Regions from separate parts of the Mus musculus genome. Here regions 1, 3 and 4 are each linked to region 2. The links are chromatin contacts, called in public Hi-C, capture Hi-C and promoter capture Hi-C maps. All regions are on one chromosome and are shown on one strand. Each heading gives the region's core, a stretch centred on a gene start, on an enhancer-like site or on the middle of the called end of the contact. The rest is flanking DNA. Distances are from core to core; before and after follow the strand shown. Region 1 overlaps 1700008O03Rik (RIKEN cDNA 1700008O03 gene). Region 2 holds the start of Klk15 (kallikrein related-peptidase 15). Region 3 holds the start of Lrrc4b (leucine rich repeat containing 4B). Region 4 holds the start of Zfp819 (zinc finger protein 819).

Evidence for each region. Hi-C and Micro-C count contacts between places; a contact is called where the count stands out from the background. Capture Hi-C pulls out chosen DNA fragments and counts their contacts.
Region 1: a Hi-C map of the G1E-ER4 cell line shows a contact between it and region 2, with 4 times the contacts expected there. The contact joins the enhancer-like site here to the promoter of Klk15 in region 2. A contact is called at or near these places in 3 of 15 datasets of contacts at CTCF or cohesin (embryonic stem cells, large pre-B cells and pro-B cells), 17 of 484 Hi-C or Micro-C datasets (B cells, the G1E-ER4 cell line, cumulus cells and 7 more), 3 of 115 datasets of contacts at active chromatin or transcription factors (bone marrow-derived macrophages and embryonic stem cells) and 1 of 9 other capture datasets (embryonic stem cells).
Region 3: a capture Hi-C map of embryonic stem cells shows a contact between it and region 2, with 3 times the contacts expected there. The contact joins the promoter of Lrrc4b here to the promoter of Klk15 in region 2. A contact is called at or near these places in 1 of 39 promoter capture datasets (pre-B cells), 1 of 115 datasets of contacts at active chromatin or transcription factors (embryonic stem cells) and 1 of 9 other capture datasets (embryonic stem cells).
Region 4: a contact with region 2 is called in a promoter capture Hi-C map of adipose tissue. The contact joins the promoter of Zfp819 here to the promoter of Klk15 in region 2. A contact is called at or near these places in 3 of 39 promoter capture datasets (cranial neural crest, embryonic stem cells and liver) and 2 of 9 other capture datasets (adipose tissue and pancreatic islet).

Annotation. Positions count from the first base shown.
Region 1 is chr7:44,358,736-44,361,435 of GRCm38.p6, forward strand. It overlaps 1700008O03Rik (RIKEN cDNA 1700008O03 gene), which reads right to left. Exons shown (of 6, transcript NM_027049.1): 5 at 2,315-2,448; 6 at 1,308-1,646. The coding sequence ends at 1,451. It also overlaps a transcript of Shank1 not described here. Among named protein-coding and RNA genes, the nearest start is that of Gm39001, 14 kb to the right of the region's middle. Within about 2 kb of position 1,421, at least 264 of the 459 cell types and tissues checked have an H3K27ac peak or open chromatin away from gene starts, as enhancers often do. A contact at or near this core is called in B cells, the G1E-ER4 cell line, bone marrow-derived macrophages and 5 more, where this site is marked.
Region 2 is chr7:43,930,375-43,933,074 of GRCm38.p6, forward strand. It overlaps Klk15 (kallikrein related-peptidase 15), which reads left to right and starts at 1,301. Exons shown (of 6, transcript NM_174865.2): 1 at 1,301-1,347.
Region 3 is chr7:44,441,214-44,443,973 of GRCm38.p6, forward strand. It overlaps Lrrc4b (leucine rich repeat containing 4B), which reads left to right and starts at 1,274. Exons shown (of 3, transcript NM_198250.1): 1 at 1,274-1,318.
Region 4 is chr7:43,605,705-43,608,525 of GRCm38.p6, forward strand. It overlaps Zfp819 (zinc finger protein 819), which reads left to right and starts at 1,465. Exons shown (of 5, transcript NM_028913.3): 1 at 1,465-1,570.

The DNA.
Region 1 (2,700 bases), core at 171-2,670, 430 kb after region 2:
TTCTTCTTCTTCTTCTTCTTCTTCTTCTTCTTCTTCTTCTTCCTTCTTCTTCTTCTTCTTCTTCTTCTTCTTCTTCTTCTTCTTCTTCTTCTTCTTCTTCTTTCTTCTTCTTCTTCTTCTTCTTCTTCCTTCTTTAATGGTGCTCAGGTATGGGATGTGCTTGCTGCGCTGTTCTGATCTTTCTAGATGACTTTCCCCAGTTGCCCTGCAGAGCCTGGCCTCTTTTTGGTTTGCGTATTCGCCTCTCTGCATACTCTTAGCCAGTCCTCTCTTCTCATTTTCTGCACCCACCCTAGGTCTTCGCTCACCTCCCCCTGCTTTTCCTAGGGAGAGGAGACCCTGCGCATGCACGCTGGCTCCCAGCTCACTAGGCTGTCACCCAGTCCTGTCATTCTTAGACCATTCATCTGTCTGTCCATTTTGCACGAAGATTCCCCTCTCCTCCCCAACCCTTTCTTCTCTCCCAGATTACGCCCCCATCCTTACAGCATGGCTCCTCCCTCCCCGCACGTTCCCCCTCCCTGCTTCTGGGGCTTGGGAATTAAAGCCACCTCTCCTCCCCTAGGTAGCCCCCTCCCCTGCTGTGGATAAAAGGGGAGAAGGCATCGCCCTCAGGTTCCCCCCTATGTTCAGCTGCCAAAGAAGGGAGCTCCCCTCCTTCCCCCCACCCCATTCCCTATAGCTGTCCCCAGGCGCCCCTGGGGCGCTCCATCCACGAGGGGAGGGCCAGCCCCCTCCCCTCACCACGTCAGGGAAATGCAGGGAACCTTGTGGGAGGGTCACGGGAGGGGGAGGGGTGGCGAGGGCTGGAGAGGTGGTGGCGCTGGGCCCCTACCCGCCCCCTCCCCCTGGTCGGATGCCCCCCGTCCGCAGGGGGCCTGCGCGGCGCCTGTCTATCAAGGGCTTGTTAATTCCGGATGGGTGCCGCGGGGTTGGGGAGGGCGTAAGGGGTGGGGGTGGGGGTGAAGGAGCGGGGAGAGGGAAGGGGGAGGGATTGGATGGGGGAGCGGGGTGGAGAGGAGAGACCAAGCAAAAAGAGAAACAATAGCAAAAGAAAAATATACAAAGCAAAATAAAAATTAAAAAAAAAAACCCTAGAACACACAAATCCAAAAGGGGGAAAAACCTGAAATAAAAGCCCTAGAACTGTCTTCCAAGGGGGCGGGAGGGGACTTGAAAGGAGTTGAGCTCGTCCTGCAAGGTCGCAGGGATAGGTTGTGACCAGGTTGGCGTTTCTGGCCGAGTGGATGAGAGTGGAGGTTCGCCCCGCCCCCCACGCCCAACACGACTTTGCCGAGAGAAATGGCTTTTGTATCAGGTCATTCTTTATAATTAAACTCACAGTATCCACCCCCTCGAGCCGGCCCCGCCTCCTTCCTAGGGAGGCCACGCCTTCTCGTTTCGCCGGGTCTGGGGGCGGGGTGCAGCTGGAACCCGCCCCCGCTGTGCGTCAATCTTCGTCGGCAGGCTCCGCCCCGAGGGCTTCGAGCATGCGCCTTCGGACCAGAGAGCGGCGCAGGTGCAAACGGTAGTCCCCCAGCAGTAAATCGTCGTGGCGCACCAGTGGGTACGCGGTTCCACGGAGGGTGAGCCCGGAGCGCAGCAGGCGTGACCGCGTCTGGAAGTCTGTGACGGTGATGAGCCACCTGTGGGCGAAGTGAAGGCCCAGAGACGTCTTTGGGTTCACCCTGGCCCCCTTCGCTTGCGGGCGTCACTGCGGTCTTCTCAGCTGGATCGTTCACCTCACCTGGGAATGCGCCAGGTCCCGCCCTCGCTACTGTCTCCTCAGACTCCGCTAGAAAAGCCCTTCAGCATAGGACCTGCCCCCACAATGTCATCCTGACTCTGACTCCTCCCTAAATGCTACCCAGCCCAGGCCAGCCCTCCAATGCTATCTTCATTCTGATTTTGCCAAAAGTGCCGCTCAACCTAGGACCCGTCCCTCTGAGTGGTTCTGGGCCTCAAAACTCACTGTTCCCCTTCACCTTGACCTCATCCTCTCACCTCGCCTCTTCTCAACTCACTCTAGGCTCCAAGTCTTTCAGTTGCTTTTAGCTCCATCCCTCACTGGCCTCTACACTCTGACTTCAACCACCAGCCTCCTCTAGGTTCCACGCCCTCTGTGTCCGTCCCCCCACCCCCCCTGTGTCCTCCCCCCTCCGTCCCCCACTGATGCTAGGCTCCGCCCCTCTCCCACTCTCACTCTAATTCCGCCTCCCAGCTCAGTTTATGGAGCATTACGCTCCCTGGCTGCATCTCTCCCAATTACGTTCCTCAGCCTCTCACCCTAGACCACTCCCATGCATGGTCTCACCTGTCCCTGCGGCCCGCAGTACCGCAGATGACATTCATATTCTCGTAGCGGATGCTGTTCACGCGCCCGCTTTCCATGGCCCCGGGCAGCTCGGCCTCCAAAGCCTGCAGCACCTCCACGTGCGTAAAGTCTTCCTGCGTGGGCATGCATCAACTTCAGCCCTTATCTCCTAGGCTGGAGCCTGGTCCAAGACTCCACCTACAGACCCGCTAGGTTATGACACTCTTGTCAAAAGGGGTGACCACAGGTGTCTCTCGGGTGTGAAGGCATCTGCTACTCGAGATCATTCTGAAAAACTAGACTAATTAAATTGTAATAACCGCCCTACAGGGAAACTCTCCCAGAGACCAGCCATGGACAGTGCTTTACAGTTCTGGAGGATTCTA
Region 2 (2,700 bases), core at 51-2,550:
AACCTCAGATTTCAAAAGTAAACTCTCTATCACAACATGGTTCAGTTAACAAAGTACTTGGCATGCAAGCCTGAGGACCTGAGTTCAATACTCAGGACCTACACAGAAAACCAACGAGAGCTTGTCATCCAGCACTGGGAAGATGGGGACAGGTGGGTCTCTGGAGCTGGGTGACCAGTTAGCCTGGGTCTATCAGGAAGCTCCAAGTCTCACTGAGAGACTCTGCTCAAAAGACACGGTAGAGGGGCTGGAGAGATGGCTCAGCATTAAGAATACAGGTTGCTCTTCCAGGGAACCTAAGTCTCGTTCCCAACACCCATGTCAGGTAGCAAGCAGCACAACCAAACTTCTGTAACTCTGGTTCCTGCGGCATTCGATGCCTCTGCCTCCAGGAGCACCTGCACACAAGCCCACACATGTAAGCATACACATAAAAAATTAGAAAAATTTTTCAAAACTCCCTAAGTCATTTCTGGGAGACACCCAGAGTTGATATCTGGCTTATGCATGCACATGTGCGTGTGTGTGAAAATTTAATATATTTTGATGAATAAATCTAAAATTAATTAACCAGGCGGTGGTGGTTCACACCTTTGATCCCCACTCTTGGGAGGCAGAGGCAGGCAGATCTCTGAGTCTGAGGCCAGCCTGGTCTACAGAGTGAATTCTAGGGTAGCCAGGGCTACACAGAGAAACCCTGTCTCGAAAACAAGACAAAACAAAACAGAAAGATTTAAACTCACACTCTAGACTTCAGGTCATGACAACCAGATCCGAGACCTTCCCAGTCCATATGCTAACATAAGTCCAGATTCAAGATGGTATGGTGGCCCACACCTGTCATCCCAGCCTTTGGGAGGCTGAGGCAGAAGGATCTCAAGTCTAAAGTCAGATTAGCCTGAACCACTTACGCAAGAGCCTGTCTCAAAACAACAAAAAGACCAAAGCTCTAAAAGTCTCTCTGGGGTCCAAGAAGCATGACCTTAAAAATCAGCTTCCAGTGCTACCCAGAATTTCTGTCTCTGCACTGCACTGCCATCCCAGCTTCTGCTCTTGCCCTCCTGTCCCCTCCCTCCGAGGGAACTGCCCCTGGGTGGAATTTCTCCTTGCAGACTCAGACAACGGCTTCAGACTAATAAACGCTCATTATAGGAACCTCGTCTCCCATCCCACCAGTCACCATGGCGTCCAGCCTGTAAACCTGGCCCTCCACTGCCTCTCTCTCCACTCTACCCAGCCCCACCCCGAGACCCAGGCTGGGCTAGGAGCTTATAAAAGCAGGCTTTCAGTGTCTGCTCCCCTTCCGGCATCCCAGCTGCCCCGATGTCACTGGAGGACCCGGAGGGGGTGAGATCTTTGAGAGAGAACTTGGGAAAGTGGGTGAGATTGGAGAGGGGGACCCTGCAGATGTGTTGGTGTCCAGGAGGCAAATACTACCCTGAATGACCAGTTGTCAAGGGATTTGGGTCTTCTGTGTCCTTTTCCTGTTGCTTCAAGTTGAATTTGAACCAAGAAAATGTCTCGAAGCTTCTAGAAAGAGCCTAGGCTGAGGGGGGCGGGGGGAGGGAATAGGGTGAACCAGGAGGACATCCCTGAAAACACTTGTTACAGAGCCAAGAACATGGCCAGCACTTATCACTGGTCAAGTCAGTTCAGAACAACCTCCCTAAAGTGTCCCCAGTGCCAGGTTTCAAGCTGGCCAGAGCTGGGGACAGGAGGGTCTGACCTGACTCCATCCTCCTTGAGGATAAGGAGTGGTGAACAGCCAGGTCACTGCTACCATGCAGGGGCAGGACAGGGGCCATGGAATCTTAATGACATTGCCTCTGGATTGCCATGTCTTGCTCTTCCAAGGCTTCCCAGGTCTTTCAGACTGAGGTGGAAGAGAGAATAGCAAGATGAGAAGGACTAGAATTCACTCCCCCAAATTTCCTGAGGTTTCTCCGTGGACCAGACCCTAACACTGGGTGTTTAACTCTAACACCTGGGAATCCAGGGTCAGTCCGGTGGGGTCTGCTTAGGAGTTCTCAGTCTGATTAGGAGATACCACAGAGAGTCTGGGGAGGGAGGGGGTCAGAGAAGGTCAAGACAAGGGACAAGCTGAGCAATGTCTGGGTGTAAAACTGCAGGCCGAATTCCAGCACTGGCTACGCCTAGGGCAAGGTCACAGAGACCCAGCTGGGCAGGCTGGAAGGGGAGGAGGCATTTCAGCCTTTCTAAGTACTGCTGAGCATATGGGACTTTATTTAAGAACTATTAGAGGTCCATGGGAAGCTGTGAGCAGGAGAAAGGAGTCCTCAGCTCTGCTGTAGAAGCCAGATGTGGTAGTGAAAGCCTGTCATCCGACACCTGAGAGACTAAGGCATGAAGGTGGAGAGTTCAAGGCTAGCCTGGGTAACTTAGTGAGATTCTGTCTCACAGTGAATAGCAAAAAGAGGGCTGGGGATGTAGCTTGGTGGTAGAGGGCATTTCTAGACTCCATCAAATAAGGGAGGAGGGGTATGGCTCAGTGCAGTTATCCAGCTGCTTAGGTCAGCACCCTACCCTGACCCCTGTACCCAAGAGGAAGGAGAGAGGAAAGAAAGAAGGAAGGGAAGGAGGGAGGTAAGCTCTCTAGGGCTTTGTGTACAGGAGTGCTAGACTAAAGGGGACCCAGGAGTCTGTCCCCATGAGAGGCTGGATAGAGTCCTGACCCAGGGC
Region 3 (2,760 bases), core at 24-2,523, 510 kb after region 2:
TAGATGACTGTATGGGTATATGGATAGATAGATGAATGGCTGTATGGACAGATAGAAGGAAGCATGGATAGATGAAGGGACACATGAAGTGAATAGCAAAGTGTAGCTTCACAGCCTGTTCTGCAGAGGGCACCAGGAGGTGGGTATTAGTCTGTGGCTGGGGGGGGGTTGGCATCAGGGGTAGCTTTCTTTGTGGCAAGAATGAGTGCTGGTCTCAGCTGAAAGGTTGATGGTGACATGGGCCTAAGTTGGCTGGCATAGGTTGACTGGAATACTGGAATGGGGTTGAATCAGCAGCTGCATGAGGTAGTGGGGGGACCTAGAGCAGATGCAGGAGCGCCAGGGTGGACCCTGAGGATGTAGGAGGGATGTCTTGGTCCAGCGGCATGGAGTCCATGCTGCCCAGCCTGGTTCTGCAGCCGAGGCTGCTGTGTGTGTGTGTGTGTGTGTGTGTGTGTGTGTGTGTGTGTGTGTGTGTGTGTGCCTGCCATGAGGCTCTAGCTTGGCACAGTCCAAACCCCTCTCCCCTGGCAGCACAGCCGACAACCTTCCTCCCCCGCTTCCCCCGACCTTCCCTGACTGCCCAGAACCAACGGGTTAATTAGATAACGGAGCCTTTGATTAGCGGGGGAGGGGGAGGCCACCCCCTGGCCGAGCTAGCTGGGAGGGGGGAGTTGAGTGAGGGTGGAGGGAAGGAGGAAGGGAGCGCCCTCCCCGCTGGAAGGAGAGAAAGAAGGAGGGAGGGGGCGGGGAGGGAGCGAGCTGGGCTCTGCACTGCCGTGTGACTAGAAATTGTAATCGCAGAGAAAGGGAGCAAGGCAGAGCTGGGAGAGAGACAAGGAGGCAGGCCCCAGGACAGACAGACGGACAGTGGGAACCTGACTGAGCCAGGCTCCCAGCAATGACAGACTGACAGGGACAGTGGAGGAGGAGGACAGACCGACAAGAGGTCTGGGGGTCCTCGGGGAGACAAGACAGAGTCGGGGAGCTGGGGAGAGGGGCAGAGGCTGTGTCTGTGAGTGAAGAGAAAGGAAGCTGGTGTTGGGGGGAGTAAAGTGGGGGACACAGGACCACAGGAGGCAAGGGCTTGCTCGTGTGGTGGCCAAGAGAAAAAGGCCAGGCTCCCCTAGAGGGTGGGGAGGGCGACAGACGGGGGGGGGTGCAGGGAGACCCAAGAAGCCCCTGCGCCCCCCCCCTCAGCACAAGCTCAACGGGAAGCAGTAGGAAGCTGGGGTGGCAGGGCCCCGGGCAACTGCAGGCATGTGGAGGGGGGGGCCTGGGGCACAGAGAGAAGGCCATCGGAAGCCAAGCCGCCAGGGTGAGTGTCCCTCAGAGTGTGTGCTCTGGGAGCGGGGAGACAAGGACAAGGAGATGGTGGTGGCAGGAGAGGCGGGAGGGGAGGGAGGGGAGCTGCTACTGCAGAAGCCTCGACGGGGTGTGCACTGGCAGCCTTGGTGGGGGAGGAGACCCGGGCGCTGGCCTGGGGGATGGTGGGCTCGGTGAGCACAGACCCTTGGCTGGTCGTTGCCAGAGTATCAGGAAGTGGGGATCGTGGAGCCGAGTGGACTGAGGAGAAAGCTCCCTGGCCACATGTGTGGGAACAAAGGCCCCCGGCCCCTGCCGAGGCAAGCTAGTGAAGGCAGCGTGTGGTGGCCAGCCCTGAGGCGGTGGGGGGGTGGGGGGGTTCTGCCTCTCTGTCTTTCTGTCTATCTCTCGGTCTCTCGTGCCTCCGCTTCTCTGATCCTGTCAGTCTCTGCTCCTGGGTCCATCTCTCCATCTCCGTCTTTTTGTCTATTTCTCTGTTTCTGCCTCTCTGTCACGGTCTCTGTCCCTTGGCCTCTGTCTATCTCTGTGCCGGTTTTTGTCTTTGTCTTTTCCCCCCCTTTTCTATCTTTGTCTCTGTTTCCGTGCCTCTCACCATCTCTGTCATTTTCTCTTGGTCTGTCTCTCTGTCTCCATCTCTGTTTCTTTTTATCTCTGTCTCCATCTCTGTCTCCATTTCCAGCCCTGCCTTCACACACTTGCTCCAATACACGGCGGCGGCACACATATTTCTATCTGGGTTAAAATCTTGGAGGCTACAGGAGTGTGTGTGTGTGTGTGTGTGTGTGTGTGTGTGTGTGTGTGTGTGTGTGCTTGCTCGCGCGCTCGCGTGCTTGCGCGCTCATGCGCACCTGCATGGGGGGCAGGCAGCCCTGTGTCCATGGATTAGAGAGGCCGTGTGTGAGGGTGTGTCTGTCTCTGCTGTTTGTGTGAGTGGGTGGGTGATCATGTTTATGGGGACCCCTCTCCCCCTACTGCCCCCCCGTTTCAGGGGATTCTATGTGTGTGAGCACTCAGGGGTGCCATGTGGAGGGACCATTGGGAGCCAGAGGGTAAGTCCTGAGGCCAGACCCCCTCTGCCACCCAGTGGGCCTTGACAAGGCACAAAATCCAGCAGCTTCCGCCCTCCACAGGCAGGAGCGGCTGATGCATAGGAAGGGCGCCTGCTGTGCTGGCTGCAGTCACTGCCCTATCTGCGCGCCATTTGGTTAGCCTGAGTCCCTCCCCCCGGGACTCAGGAAAACAGGGGATAGGATGGGGGGGGGTGTACAATGACCCTGAATTCCTGCATCCCAGACACAGACATGGGGGTCCCTACTGCTCCATCCCCACTCCATCAGCTCCTCAGCCCTGTCCTGCGACAGCCGCTGGCACAGGTCCCGCCACAGGCTGTGTTCCCTTGGAGCACCTGCAATCTTGAGGCCCATGGGCACTGCT
Region 4 (2,821 bases), core at 215-2,714, 320 kb before region 2:
TCCTCATTTTACTAACGGGACCTTACTTAATACTTTTCTGTTGCCAGAGTTTACAAGTGGGAGGAAGAGTTGGACGTTCCTGGGCTTTGTCTGTTTGGCAGTGTCTATATGGTGACCTTCACATAGGGCTTTCAGCTCATAGTGGGCAAATGTTGGGTGAGTGGTAATATGATCCTTGACTTTGCAGGGCTTTCTGATCTCTTTCAGACCCTTGAATCAGGCCAAGTCATTCACTCTGTAAATTGTCCCTGCATGTCGTCCCCACATGCTGCTGCTTGGCCTCTCCCTATCCTTGTTTTCCTCCTCGCCAGCCAGTTCAACACTGTTTCTATTATGCACTGGCCGTTGTAGCTGCTGTTATTGTTGTTTGTTTATTTCTGTTTTATTTCGTTTTTAAATTCTACCTGTAAGTGAGAATAGATACTTTTCCTCAGGGAAGCATGACATGTTCCAAGGATGTGTTAATCCTGAGATTCGTCAGAGAAAAACCAATTCCAGCTTTTGGGCCAAATTTAAAGCAAGCTTCATTAAATATTAAATACTGACACAAAAATGGACTTAGGTCAGAAACATTCCCTGAAATTTCCCAGTCTCCAGCCACGTGTTGCAGGCGTTTATAAGAACAAACCTATAGGCCATGTACTTTGCCATGAGAAGGTTGATATTTTCCAAGAACTACAATTCCCAAGTCCAGTGTGATGGCGCAGGTCTTTAATCCCAGAACAGGCGGATTTCTGAGTTCGAGGCCAGCCTAGTCTACAGAGAGAGTTTCAGGACAGCCAGGGATACACAGAGAAACCCTGTCTTGGGAAAAAAAAAAAAAAAAAACCAAAACAACAACAAAAAGAACTACAATTCCCAATATTCCAAGAAGTTACCGGTCCCTGGGTAGGTGGGGCTAACATTCATTTTTGGTTCGCAAGAAGGCTCATTTCAGATCTTTAATGTTCCATATGGCTTCACTTCCCATTTCCCAATAACTCTTCCTAGTTTTCAAGTTTTAGAAAACTAGAAGAAAAGTCTTAAGTCCGTGTGAAAACATGGAGAAATTTTTTTAGGAATATGCAATATAAATGTCTCTTAAATTCGTGACTAAGGAGCCTCAGACTTTTAGTCTGTGACATTCCACATGATCCATGGATGTACGGAAATGAAGTACTCTGATGATGACTTTCGCATAATTGAAATATGGACATAGCCATAACAATATGGGAGTGGCGCGTGGGTGGTGGTAGTGGCAGAGTGTACACCGTTATAATTATTGGCAAAGAGTATCTTCGCACGTGATGGTAGGCATGCGCAACACAACTTTAGTGCTTGCAAGCGATAGGGTATATGGGCAATACCGATTTCCGCCAGAAAAGTGGCTGAGGTGAAGTTCATTTTAAGTAGGTGTGTCCTAGAGCGTCCATTTCCGCTTAGATCGTCACGTGGTTAGTTGTTATCGTTACCAGGACGCCGCGGGAGTTTGGATTCTGAACACTGGGGAATCCTCAGCGTCCACCCGGCGTGCCGCGTGCAGAGCTCTCTGAAGTGGCTGCGCAGGAAGGATGCTGGCTGCTGAGCGCTGGTTTGTGTTGAGTGATGACTGAGGCAGCTGTAGGGGGGTGCCGGTGCGTAGCTGGGGTGGGCGTCCTGTGGGGGTCGGGAGAGCAGGGTCGAGGGTGGCGTTGGAGCCGGCTACTGTGAACCTGGGACTGGTGAGTCTGTGAGGGCGACCGTGCTGCTTGCATAACTGGGAGTGTTTGCTTTAGACCATGACTGGCTGGAGTCCGGATCAGACACTGGCATGTGAGAGGCGAAAAAGTGAGTAAAGATGGAAAATGAGTGTATTCGTGGTTTTGACTTACACTGGGGCTTCAGCATCCTTGGTCTGTCCAAGCCTAAGCAGTGTCAGAATTGATAGAAGGGATGGAACGATCTTCACAGCTCGTAGCTGTGGGCTCGAGCCCGCAGAACTGGGAGAGGAGCCTTTGTTCAGGTGCTGGGGACCCGATCTTTGGGCCATTTCCCTAATATTTCCCAAAGGGGAGCTGGTGCTGAGAAAGAAAAAACATTTGGAGCTTTCTAATTACCAGAATGAATATTGGAGTCCTTGAAGGTATGTGGGTGAGTCCGTGATGGCCATGGGACCCCTATGAACATGGCAAGGATGTGTGATGGGCAGTTGAGCAGGGTGGTGCTGTAAATAAGTTTTAGGGAAAGTGATTGGTCTTCTGCAGCCCCGACAGGTTGGCCATGGTCTAGTACTCCTATTGAAAAGACTAAGCTAGTCATGGTGAAAAGCAGAGAGGAGGGGGCAGTTCAAATTAGCCTCCTTGGGCAGTACCTAGCACCCTAGCCTCCTCTTTCTAGGATCCAGCCCGTACTACCTCCTATGGTAATCGGGAGGAGACGCCACACCCTGCCAGACAGCTTTGTTATGTAAACTTCTTGACAGGCAATTCTTGATCTCTTGAATCTCCATGACTGACTGGGGTTACTTCTTCTTCTGTGGCTAGTTTGAACTTTCTCAAGCAGAAGTCTAGACTAAAGAGGTTTACTTAAGTAGCCCAAGCTGGTCTCAAACTTGGCAGCCATCCTCCTGCTTCTGCTTCCTGAATGTGTGGTGTAGCTTGGGAGTTCCCAGAAATTTAAAGGTTTTTGTTGTTGTTGTGTTTGTTTTTGTTTGTTTGTTTGTTTGTTTTTTGTCTTTTGCTTAATTGGCCGAGTAGTCAGGGGACACAGTTATATGGGATCCTATCCTTCCGAGTTCCTTCTTCTGTTTTCTCAGCAAAACCCCCTGTGGTTTCACCTCTACATTTTATTTCCCTGTTTATTT